Linked DNA regions of Mus musculus: regions 1 and 3 are each linked to region 2. Evidence: chromatin contacts called from public HiChIP or PLAC-seq and promoter capture Hi-C data. All regions are on one chromosome and are shown on one strand. Each heading gives the region's core, a stretch centred on a gene start, on an enhancer-like site or on the middle of the called end of the contact. The rest is flanking DNA. Distances are from core to core; before and after follow the strand shown. Region 1 overlaps Suclg2 (succinate-Coenzyme A ligase, GDP-forming, beta subunit). Region 2 holds the start of Uba3 (ubiquitin-like modifier activating enzyme 3). Region 3 overlaps Suclg2 (succinate-Coenzyme A ligase, GDP-forming, beta subunit).

Region 1 (3,749 bases), core at 497-2,996, 1.6 Mb after region 2:
TTGAGATGGTCCCTGAGCCCTGGGGAGTGATTTGACATAGATGTACCTTTTGTGGGTGAGCATATAGCAGCATATAGCAGTAACTTACTCTCAGCAGTTTGACTACTTAGGAGTCATCATGCTGTCTCTTACCCATTGCAGAAAGAAGCTTCTCTGACCAAGGTTGAGAGCAGCACTAATCTATAGGGCTATGTAGAAGGCAGTTTGCCAATATGCCCAGTTCAAAAAACAACAACAAAACCTAGACTCCCTCTAGGGCCCAAGATCCTAGATCATGGCTTCTTACCAGGTCCACAGTTCTGTCCTATGGAGCAACCTTCAGATCTCATCAGAAGGTGATTGTTTGCCTCTATAAACTTCGTGCCACTATTGTACCAGTGGGCACAACTTGTCTGTCAGGTTGGTACTCAGGGTACACCAGTGTGTAATATCTTTGGTGATTTTTCTCCTCCATCAGCATACACAGTACCTTCTGGCACTATAAAAGCTTATAAAGTAGTGGGTTTCTATAATTGTGTGTGTGTATATATATGCATATTTATGAATATATATATATGTATATATGTGTGTGTGTATATATTTAGTTAACTGGCTGTTTTCCCTCTTTGCCCATCTTTTTATAAATAAACAAACAAAAAATAAGTGTTATCATTCTTGTATGTGATTCTGCTTGCTTTCTCCCGCCTCTGTCTTATACTTGCATCTTTAGCTAGATGTCTTTATGTGTTCTTCATCTTCTTTTAGCAGATTTCTATGCTGTTCTGGAGAATGCATTCTTCCTAAGACTTGTAACCTTTGAGAATCTGTAGGTATTTATTTAATACTAGCTACCAATTTTTGTTTTATTTGAGAAGTTGGTGGCTATAGTTTGTATAATGTCACTGAAAACAAAAGAAAATGAAATAAAACATGGGTGCAGGACTGGTGGTCATGGTTTTTGCCCTCTCTCTGTCTCTTCTATGTTTGTGACTGGGCCAGACCTGTTACCTCCTAAAGCTCTTTATTACAGGTAACACTAACAAAAGGTTCATAGTCTATGATAAGGAGTGAAATTTCATCATTACAAAACCTTTTCAGATTTTACAAAGTAGTGGAGAGATAAAGTTTCATTGTCTCCCAAGAAACTCCAACAAGGAAACCAAGAATCAGTGAGCCTTTAGGAGGCAGAGGTCCAGGAAGTGGAAGGTACAGGGTGGGTCAATAAGTTTTAGTCAGCGAGTAGTGGGAAAGTTTGTAGAAATAACAGGCTCGGAGTGAGTGGGGAAAGATGGTGGAGTGAGCTGCTGGCGAGGGGACAGTCTCAGGGTGTATCAGGGCCAGGGAAATGTTGGTGAGTGGTTGATCTTTGTTCCATAGGTGGTTTGGGATCTTTATTACATACAGGGCTGGACCACGGGCAAGTGGCAGTGGAGGGAGAGCTGGGGTGTGTGAATATCTTCATGAATGGAACTTTACATTTATGGCATGCGAACGTTTATGGAATGGAGATAGGCATTCTGCGATAGTTTCCAGATTGGTCATAGCACTCATTAGCTTTAATCTGAGCTGCACATAGCAGTGGTGGAGTAGCAACTCCTTCACCGTTGGTTCTAGCAACCAGAAGTCTGACACTGATGCCTGGTAGCTGTGGCCTTTATTGGAAACCTTAAGGGGAAAATGAGCTCTGTCCCCTGTGGGATGCCAGCCAGTCAAAGTGTTCCTTGCTATGTGGGTGTGTAACTCCTATCTCTGCTTCTATTGTTACATTGTGGGAATCTTTCTGAAGATCACTCTGACTCCAATGAGATCGGAAGAGAGGACATGCCACTGGTGGACTCAAGTCAGGACAGTTCCTGAAAGGTCTCATTCCTGGGTCCAGTATGCATTCTCATTTTATATTCTAAAACCACAAGGTGGTGGGTGTGGACAAGCAAGCAAGCAAGCAAGCAAGCATGTACAGAACTGTATATAGCAGTCAGAAGGTTGGTAAGGGCAGAAGCCCATTGTTTCTGCTGTTTCTCTAGGTCTTTCTGTCTCAGCTAGCAAGTTAAGTCATGCTTGGCAAATAGACAGTGTAGGCAGTACTTCAGTTAAATCACTAAAGAAATCAACAAATCAGTATTTAGTAATTGGTCTTTTCTACCTTATTCTACTTCAATGCCCTTGTCATCCCTGTTTCTGAGTCTCAGGTCACCCCCATCTTGTTCCTATGAGGACACACATCATTAGAGTTTTAGTAGTCTAGTGTGATCACACCCGGAGGTCTTTAGCTTAGTGCAAAGACCATCCTCCAAGTACAGTCAGGTGCACAAGCTATAGGTAGACATGTTTTGGAGAGCGGCCCTTCAACCCAGTGAAGGTAGTGATGTAAGTAAATAGCCTGGTAATGTACAGACTTGGTAGGTAAGCCTTGGAGATTATAGACTACGGCTAGGTAGTCCTTGACTTAGCTTTTATTGTTAACTTGATAGAGCCTCATCATCTGAGAGGAACGCTTGATTGAGAAGTTGGCCTGTGGAGAATTACCTTGACTGTCTTCGTTGATGTAGGAGGCCCCGTTCAATGTCCCTTGACCTAGTTCCTGGGCAGGTGATCCTGGGGCATATAAGAAAGCTGAGCTGGAGCCAGCGAGCCAGTGAGCAGCAGTCCTCCATAGTTTATGCTTCAGTTTCTTGCCTTGAGTTCCGGCCCTGACTTCTCTCAGTGATGGATTTTTATTTGGAAGTGTAAGCCAATAAATCTTTGCTGCCCTGAGGTGCTTCTGCTCATGTCATTTGTTATAGCAAGAAAGCGGAAACTGGAACATTCCTGAAAGGAGCCCATACTTGTCATTTGCAGGTATAGTGCTATTTCTTGTTTTTTGTTTTGAGATAGTTTTGCAAGCGCAGCCCGGGCTGGCCTGGAACTTACCTTGTTGTTCAGGCCTGCCACTTTCATCCTGCTCACTAGGTTCTCACGTGCTGGGATTACATGTGGGCACCCCCATGCCTGGTTAGCAGCCCAGCTTACAGATATTCCTCAGCATCTGATTCTCTAATGGGGAGACAGATTGTGAATAAGAGTCAGGCCTTGGGGACCAGTATTTATTTAGCATTACAATTCAAAGCAAGAGACCAAACCTCAATCATTGTCTGTCTGTTTGTCAGTCTGTGTGTATATGTTTGTGTATGTGAGCATATATACATGTGTGTGTGTGTGTGCGCGCGCGCGATAACGTCACCTTGACCTATTGGATATCTTTGAGGTGTCACACTGAAAGTAGTTAGAGTTCAGCTAGGATTATTGCCAGGCAACTAGAACCTTTCCTACCTGTTGAAGCAAAGCCAGGTTAGAGAGCCGCCTTTGAGAATCCCTTGGTTTGTGATTTAATGATAGTAAGCTCAGTAAAATATGTTCCCATTTCTCCTCCCAGTTTTATGTGTAATGTGTAAGTGATAACACCTTAAGAATGATAAGCGATATTACTTGTTGTTGTGGAGTGCAGCAGGCAGACTAGGATTATTGTGTAAGTCACGTCCATTTTCAGGGTTTGTCCCTGAAAAACAAAGTTCTACCTGCTCTTGGCATTAATTAAATTAGGTATAAAAAAGTTATTTCTCACGTAAATTAATGCCACTTGACATTCTAAATTCTTCTGCCCTTAAATTCATAATTGCCTCATTTTGCCATGATTTATCCATTGTGAACTTAGGCCCTGTAACTTACTGAGAACACAGTTGTAAATGGGTTTCTTAATGAGGAAGAAAAACATTTAGTTTAAGGATGAAACA
Region 2 (3,922 bases), core at 666-3,165:
CATAAATAAACTTTTTTTTTTTTAAATCAGTCTCTTGAGGCTTTTCCACAGGAACTTAAGCTTTAGCAAGCACCATCCTGATAACTCCTCGGCCTGGCCATAGACTATGGAGGATGTCTGTCTAATACTTGATGTCTAATACTTGATGATGTGCTTCACTGTAAAGAAAATAAATCTACTGAGGATTTCGGCCACTTGCCACTACTACTGTCATTATTAACAAAAGGAGGTGGCTCTTTCTAATCAGTTAGGCAGATCTCACGATGTCTGCTGTCAGCTGTCAAAGTGGTGAGTCATGGTGACACACAGATGCAGGACTGACATCTTTGTGAACTTCTTTTGGGTGTGTTGTCTGCATGTACATTTGCACCACTTGTGTGCTGGGTGCCAGCGAGTTGAAGGCCACTGTGTGGGTGCTGGGAATTAAACCTGGGTTCCCTGCAGGCTTTCTTCTTCTTCTTCTTCTTCTTCTTCTTCTTCTTCTTCTTCTTCTTCTTCTTCTTCTTCTTCTTCTCCTTCTTCTGCTATTTTTGTTCTATTTCTAAGGCTCAGTTTCCTCTTCTCACTGTCTGGTTATGACTGAATTTTTAGCTCAATGTGTGCTATTGATGAAAGTAGCTGGGGGATCGTAACAGATGAGCCTTCCTTAAGGTTCAATGAGAGCAGGACAAAGTAGATTGCATGCCTCAAGTGAGTAGTAGCAGCCCCCCCGTCCCCCTTTAATGAGCACCCTAGAAGCTATATCAGGGCACTTCACTGGTTTTCAAACAGTGTGTCCACAAACCACCTCTTGTGATAAAACTCAAACCTGGCATTTGTAACCTTCAAGTAATTCCAATCAAAAACCATATTTGAGAGCCACTTAAAAATTCACTTAATTTTCAATCTTAAAATCGTGAATGTTGTTATTCTCATTTTACAAATGAGGATCTGGAAATACCCAAGGGCTCACAGTTAATAGCTGAGTAGTAAGGGTTTAAATTCAGTTCAGACTTACATATTAAATTTTTTTATCTCACTTTACTAAAAGTGATATGTTTAACACAATTATTCTTTCCTTTCTTGTCTACCAGAATCAGTCATTTACATACAATATATGACTGTGAAGAATAGAGTCAAAAATTCATTCATTTATTAACACTTTCAAGTGACAGGTTATAAATAAATCTCTATACTTTTCATACCTAATCATCTATCTTATCTATCATTCATTTATTTATCTAATATATATCTTGATGTATATATGTATAACAGATTAGTTTTCTGACAGACTGGTGTGACACTGAAGTGTCACAAAGAAAATAAGACTCTTCACCCTATGTCTATTTAATGCTTTAAACTTCATGCCCATAAAAGCAAGGGTTTTGAATCTTCCTGATATATGGAAAACGGAAATTTCTTTCACCAATTTTCCCGGAGAAAAGCACTGGCATATTGGGGTGGCTATTTTAGTTTTTAAATAGAATATATGAACATTTTATGCAATTATGTGTCAACGTATAAGTGTATAAATAAGTAACATATCTAAGTTCATGTGGCATAGCAACATTATAGATGGTATAATATTAAGTAGGCACAATTAATCAAAGATTTTAAATACACTGGGAAATGCTTGCAAAGCCTAAGGGGACCTAAGCAGCCTATTTAGCCACTGCTTCCCGCTGTTCAACTAGCTTTCCCAGACGCTCCCGCCCCTCCCTCTCGTCCCCTGAAGCCGCGCCTCTAGTACTGGCTCCGCCTTCGCTCCTCCTTCTAATAGCCCAGTCTCAAAGCACTGGACCCCGCCCCTCCGCGCCTGCTCAGTTTTTCCCTCCTAAAGCCTCGGAACCCAAACCCCAGCTCCGCCTCTCCGTTTGAAGCCCCGCCCCGCCGCGCCCCCTCACTTTCTTACCTGAAGCTCCTCCCCTCCTCCCTGGCTCGGCTCTCCCTCCTTCCATTCACCTGCAGTCCCGCCCCTCCCGGGCGGACCCGCTCGGCGCGAGGGCCTCTGGGAAGAGGCGGGGAACAATATGGCGGATGGCGAGGAGCCGTAAGTATCGGGATTTTGCCGGAGCGCCGAGTTGGGCTGGGTTGTGAGAGAGCGCGGCGGTGGGCAGTCACCGCTGCCAGCCGGGGGTCCCCCAACCCCTTCCCCGTCCCCTCGCCCCCCATACCCTTGCGGCGCCCTCTTTGGAGCTTGATGCTGACCCTTCTTTTATTCTCTCTTTCTTTTAGGGAGAAGAAAAGAAGGAGAATAGAGGAGCTGCTGGCTGAGAAGTTAGTGCTGCTGGGAGGCCGGGGTCCTCTCCGGAGACCCCCGCCTCCCCCTAATCCCAGGCCTAGGGGACCAGCCGCAGCGGGCCCGAGGGTGCTGGGAGGGGGTCACCTGGAGCAGGCCGCGCGTCCTCACCCCTGACCCCGTCCCCAGCTCGAGCCACCGGCCGGCTGCTCCCTGGCTATGCTCCTGCAAAAGCCACCCGGTACTCCCCTCTTCCTCCAACCCAAATTGTCAGAGCTGTGACCTTGTGGCAAGTGAATCCAATCTAAATCTAAATGGACACGAGGCCTGTTTTGGGTCCTTGATGAACACTGAGACAATAGTACACATAAACTTTTTATGAACACTCCGTGAATCAGGAATTGTGTTAAAACTTGTCATTTTTGCAAGGTAATTGGGTCTTAAAGGACACGGCAACTCACTTGCTCTCTCATTTACCACACAACCTGTATTAAATACTTAGTTTTTTTTGATGCCGCAGACTTTAAAATTCTTTTCATATGGCCAATCCTACGTGATTCCTCTCCCCGCCCTCCGTGGGAAGGGGGAAAAAATACTCGTGTATTGGGTGTGGTGATTCATAATTTCTGTGTCAGCTCTCAGTAGTACTTTGGTCTTTTCCATGCCCCTCCCTATGGGTGAATTTCAAATGCAAGGGCTCACCCTTTCTCACCGCTTAATTCCCAACTCAGCACGAAATAACAAAGTTTGAGCGCTTGCTGTCTGCCAAGAGCAGCCCCTAAGTTCAATACCTGATGATCTCTTTACCTCATGACCATCAGAAGTAGTTGCAGTCTACAGCTGAAGTTTCTGACAGTTAAGGAATCTTCTCAAAGCTAGAGTGTGCTTGGTTATGGCGTGAGACCCAGCATTGCATCAGAACATCAGCTATGCAATGTATGTTAGTCCCTTTTGTAAACAATTGAAATCACTAATATATTTGAAGGTAGAAACTTTGGGGTTACAGGAAAGTTATCACAACCAAACATGAATGAATCTGTGGTTATAAAGTGCATTTGAGTGTTTTGTTTTGTTTTTTAGAGAAGTCCCACTTTATTAGTTGCATGTTCTCAAAGATTTCTTGATGGTAAATAAATGCCTATCTGTGGCATAATTGTAATCTAAACATTTTTCTTGTGTGTGTGTTTTGTGACAACAAATGGACCTTAGTATTAGGAGAGGTTTGTTTGTTTTTTATTTTTAGTTTTTAAAGGAAAAAAAAATACTGGGATCCTTCTGAGGAAAGAAATGTATGATCATTGCTTTCATCCAAAGTGTTCAGTGGCTCTCATCTTTCCAACTTGGGAGGAGCCATAACTAGTGTTAGACTGAAGCACCATAGTTCTCAGAGACCCCCCTCAACCTATGCACTTGTTACTTCTACTGAAGGAACAAACGGTTGATGGAAACTCAGAGTGACTGTAAATACCAAACAGAGGGAAGTCCTTTCTCACTTAGTGTTTAGTGTTGCGACTTTGATCTGTGGGTGCCGAGGAAGCTAGGAACACAGAGGCAGAATTATTTTATCAAGTAGGTGAAGAGTGCTTCCCCATACCAGACAAGCCAAAACTGGGAAAATAGAACCACAACTCAGTTTTCCTTTTTATTTGAGCAGGTCTGATGTGTGGTTACCATTTGGGGAGACCTAATAGTTCGGGCGTGGCT
Region 3 (4,177 bases), core at 934-3,433, 1.6 Mb after region 2:
CGAGTGGGAGGATTATAGGCTTGTAGCATTATCTCTGGCTCATGTGCTCCAGGACTCAAACCCAGGACCGCGGGCATCATGTAGGTGAGAATTCTAACAAATGAGGTATCCATAGGACTGAAGTCTCACAAATCTTGTTCTTATCTTATACTATAACACGCTCATTTCACATGAGTCTCACGTCAGACGTTCAGCAGATACTGTGTCAGCTGGGCTATCTGGGACAGTGTAGTTCTGGACACTAGAAGGATTTGAATGTACCTACAGCCTTAGGGCTCAGTTTTTTCCTGCTAGTCTTGGAGAAGCACCCTACTGTGCTCTGTAACCCAGTAAAGGATGATTCCCTAGACTTATCCAAAAGGGACAAGTTTTGTTTTAGGGGTTTGAAAATGAGAACAAAAAAGTAAAGTGAAGTTGGTCTTAGCTTTTCCTTGGCCCATTTTTCAAGGCCGAGGCAGAGTCCTGGTGTTGAGGCAGCAGCTCATTCAGTGAGCAAGCAGACAAGCAAGCAGGCAGGTTCACACTCAGAGAGCAGCTCATTCAGTGAGCAAGCAGACAAGCAAGCGGGCAGGTTCACACTCAGAGAGTAGTTGCTCTAGACTGAGGGAGCATCTAGTTTCTGATGTTGGATTCTGTTGATCCGAGAGGAAATTGATGACATTTAAAAGGAGATGCTGAAATTGTAGGTTTAAAATGGAACAAACTGATAGTGAGTGTGAAAGGAGGTGTCTGTGTCATTGTCACTGGGATTGTCTACAGACAGCCAAGGAAAAGAATCTGGCCGAACTCCACAGTGCTCCTGTTCTCACCACTGCAGAGTGACAGGAGCCACAAGAACACTCTTACCAAATATGTTTGAGGGTAAGATTAAAGCTGTGAAGATGTATGTCTTCCTGATGGTGCTGAGATTTTATATATGAATGAGAGAGAGAGAGAGGCTGGGCTATAAAACCTTAAGAGGTCTACTTTGCCTTCTCAGGTTTTGACTCCTCAAGATTTACAACTTTTCAAAATGGCCCCACCAGTTGTGGTCTTCATGAACCTATGGGTACTACTTTATATTTTAGCTACAATGGACATTTTGAAGTAAAATGATATATTATTAAAGTTTTTGAAAATGTGCCTTGATATTAGGTATACCTATGTTCCAGTGTAGTCCCTGCATCCCCCTTCCTACATCTCTTTCTTTCATGGTATCTGAACCCATATACCCGGTCGTCTGGATCTGCCATGTTTGTAACTCTCTTGGACCAAACAGAATGCTACCTCTCAGCTCCCAAACGTTCTCATTGCTCCACATCTTCTGTGGTCCTCTTTTGTATTTAGTCAGTTACCAAATCTTGTCAATAATTAGCTTAGCATTTTTACTTTATTGACAGAGAAGCAGGCAATGTAAGGTTAAAACACTTGTCAACATTGTGAAGTTAATAATCAACATAGACGGGATTTGCCCCCAGCTCTGTTAGATTAGATACTGCCCCTCATGCCTTTTCCTCATGGCTGACTCTTGGTGATGCTCTAGGGAGATGGTTTGTGTGCGTCAGCATGTTTAAGATGGAAAATGCGTATTAATAAAATTAGAAGGTTGTATTAAAACTTGATATAGAAGGATCTTAGATGCAGTTTATAAGACCTGTAATTTGTGGATATTAATGATTCATTTTGTTGTTTCTCTTTGGGCAACAGAACATTTTGCTGTCTGGTTGTAGAAGCTTGTTAAACTTGAACATTTGTTAAAGTGGTCAATGCTAAACTATTGTTTCTGGAATACAATTTATAGTTATAAGATTTTGAACAAGATCCTCATTGCCTTGCATTGAAAACAGGTTTATGCCTAACTGAAGAGAATAAGTTTGGCTTGGTAAATTAAGCTTTTACCATATGAGCAGTTCACTTATGCAGAAGTTTACAAGAGCATCTGAGTATGCTCTAAAGAAGGACCGATTGGGCTGGAGAGATGGCCCAGCGGCTACAGCTGCATCCACGCCTCATCCACCTGACTTTGATTCCTGGGACCAATGCTAGAAGTAGAGAACTGATTGCGTGCGTGCACACACACACACACACACACACACACACACACACACAATAAATATCTCTAGGAGCCTTAATAAGGCATATCAATGCGTGCTTTCTTTTCATTTGGACTATGGAATTCAGAGGTGGTGAGAGCAAACCCACTGTGCACAGGACTGGTGTGTACACTGCCCTTTAGTTCTCTAAGCTGCACGGAGGATGTTGGTATAACTCAGAAGTGCTGTGATATAAACACAGATAAAACATGGGGCACTGCCACTCAATCTTCAGAATCTCTACAATTTGTTCCTTATTGTCTTCACATTGACTGAGGCTCTTGGCATTTCATTAAGCAGGAAAAAGTATATATGAAAACCTCCAGTTTTTTTTTTTTTTTTTTTTTTTTTTAAACTCAGGAAGGAGAATTAAATGGAGAAATTAATCTTCTCTGAGCTAGCGACATCCATCTGAGATGCAGATGGGAGCTCTCACTGGTATCGGCTAGCTTGGGCTGCTTTCAGCTAGAGCATGTTTCCATTCATCAATATAAGAACTTAACTCTGTTTTATATAATTACATCCTGAAGCCTGGCAAATTACTCGCCATTAAGGAATTGTACTTCCTGTCTTAAGGGAGCTGCTCCCCACTGACACTGAGTGGCAGCTGCTGTTGATCCTGAGACAGTTAAACACAGCAGCCTCCGGAACTATTGAGGCTTTGCCATGCGCGGTTGAGGTCTTCCTTTGTACTGAGCGGATCTTTGTCTTACAGTGACAGTCAAGGCTAGCTTTGATCTCTGTGAAGTAAATACTCATTTTAGCAGCCTCTCATGAGTCTCAGGATCAGCAATGCAATGATATAATTTGAGTCCCCTGGGTGTGTGTTCCCCTGAAGTTCAAGAAGGTCTGCTTTCCAGAGCTAGCAGTGCTGGTGCCAGAATGAAAGTTCTTGGGCTGAGTCTAATGTCTTTCTGCCTGCCAGTGGCCTCTTTGGTGCTTTTACCATTTCTGAACCTGATTCTCTGGCCTTGATGAGTACGTGAGCTTCCTAATACTGTTTTTTTTTGTTTGTTAGTGGTGTTGTTTTGTTTTTGTCTTTTTTATTTTGTTGCGAGTGCCTCTGTGTGTATATGTGTGTGTGTGTGTGTGTGTGTGTGTGTGTACGTGTACATGTGATTATTTCATGTGGAGCACCTTTTCTTTTGACGCCCTTCCCTCCTTTCCTCTACCCCTTTGTGTAGCTTAGTCTTGCACTTGGGCTCTGACTACTGCTAGGCCAGCCTTGTAATGAAGGATCTACATCCACATCCCACAGAGTTACCTTCTGGTTGGTGCTAGTAAGCCTGGCTTGTCCAGATGAAAAGCACTCAACATAGGTCCTGGACATGGAGGTTCACCATAGCAGTGTTGTGCTGCAGGAAGTTACCACCTATGCAAGCTATGCACGGGTTCCTAAGAGTATCTGAGTTGACATTAATAGTTGGCCTAACTGTATTCCTGGAAATAATTCCATTCATCAGCCTTTAATGACATTTCCCATTATATGTATTTTAGCAGAGAAATCGCTCTCTTCTAAAATGTTCTTTCTCTTTTTTCTGGTTCTTCAAATATGAATGGGCTTCTCCTTGGAAGACCTCAGGGCAGGGTTATCCTTTCAGTAACTGTCTTGTGTCCCTGAACAGAAGCAACAGGAGAGCTGTGGAGTCAGGGCCTCCAGGGCCTCAGGCAGGCTCTGGGAGGCAGGCCGAGGGGACTGACTGTACTTGGAGCTTCGGTTCAGTCTCCTTAGAAACGGTGTGAACATGCTTTGGAAACCTGAGCTGGCGTTCGGCAGTGTGAGAATACAACACTTTGGAAGCCACAAAGATTCAACCTTCTGGCCCAGACCACATGCCTGGCATCCTGTCAAATGTGCGACTCCATTGTTTCATGCAGTCTTCACTTAAACCAAAGGAAACGAATCAGATTTCTGTGTGTCCTTCCGTGTGTCTCTATTATGTGCCTTTCGTGGAGTCAGGTATCAACTTGTTTTTAAAACCTGCTCATTGCCAGTGAACAGGAGAGTTGTGTTCCACACAGCCTCATCTCCCAGGGCCTCATCTTCCAGAACTTTGCTATACATTATTTACTCTGCTCTGTCTTAGTTCATTTGTGGGCTGTAC

The links. Promoter capture Hi-C pulls out the DNA fragments that hold promoters and counts their contacts. HiChIP or PLAC-seq counts read pairs in DNA pulled down with a chosen protein or histone mark.
Region 1: a contact with region 2 is called in an H3K27ac HiChIP or PLAC-seq map of extraembryonic endoderm stem cells, with 6 times the contacts expected there. The contact joins the enhancer-like site here to the promoter of Uba3 in region 2. A contact is called at or near these places in 7 of 39 promoter capture datasets (the 3T3-L1 cell line, 3T3-L1-derived adipocytes, the HPC-7 cell line and 3 more) and 2 of 115 datasets of contacts at active chromatin or transcription factors (extraembryonic endoderm stem cells and pro-B cells).
Region 3: a contact with region 2 is called in a promoter capture Hi-C map of liver, with 4 times the contacts expected there. The contact joins the enhancer-like site here to the promoter of Uba3 in region 2. A contact is called at or near these places in 5 of 39 promoter capture datasets (the 3T3-L1 cell line, frontonasal cranial neural crest, hippocampal neurons and 2 more).

The regions. Positions count from the first base shown.
Region 1 is chr6:95,622,413-95,626,161 of GRCm38.p6, reverse strand. All of the region lies in intron 2 of Suclg2 (succinate-Coenzyme A ligase, GDP-forming, beta subunit), which reads left to right. Among named protein-coding and RNA genes, the nearest start is that of Suclg2, 95 kb to the left of the region's middle. Within about 2 kb of position 1,746, at least 2 of the 459 cell types and tissues checked have an H3K27ac peak or open chromatin away from gene starts, as enhancers often do. A contact at or near this core is called in extraembryonic endoderm stem cells, where this site is marked.
Region 2 is chr6:97,203,640-97,207,561 of GRCm38.p6, reverse strand. Uba3 (ubiquitin-like modifier activating enzyme 3) reads left to right here and starts at 1,915. Exons shown (of 18, transcript NM_011666.3): 1 at 1,915-2,029; 2 at 2,215-2,256. The coding sequence starts at 2,010.
Region 3 is chr6:95,650,182-95,654,358 of GRCm38.p6, reverse strand. The region is part of intron 2 of Suclg2 (succinate-Coenzyme A ligase, GDP-forming, beta subunit); the gene reads left to right. Among named protein-coding and RNA genes, the nearest start is that of Suclg2, 67 kb to the left of the region's middle. Within about 2 kb of position 2,183, at least 36 of the 459 cell types and tissues checked have an H3K27ac peak or open chromatin away from gene starts, as enhancers often do. A contact at or near this core is called in liver, where this site is marked.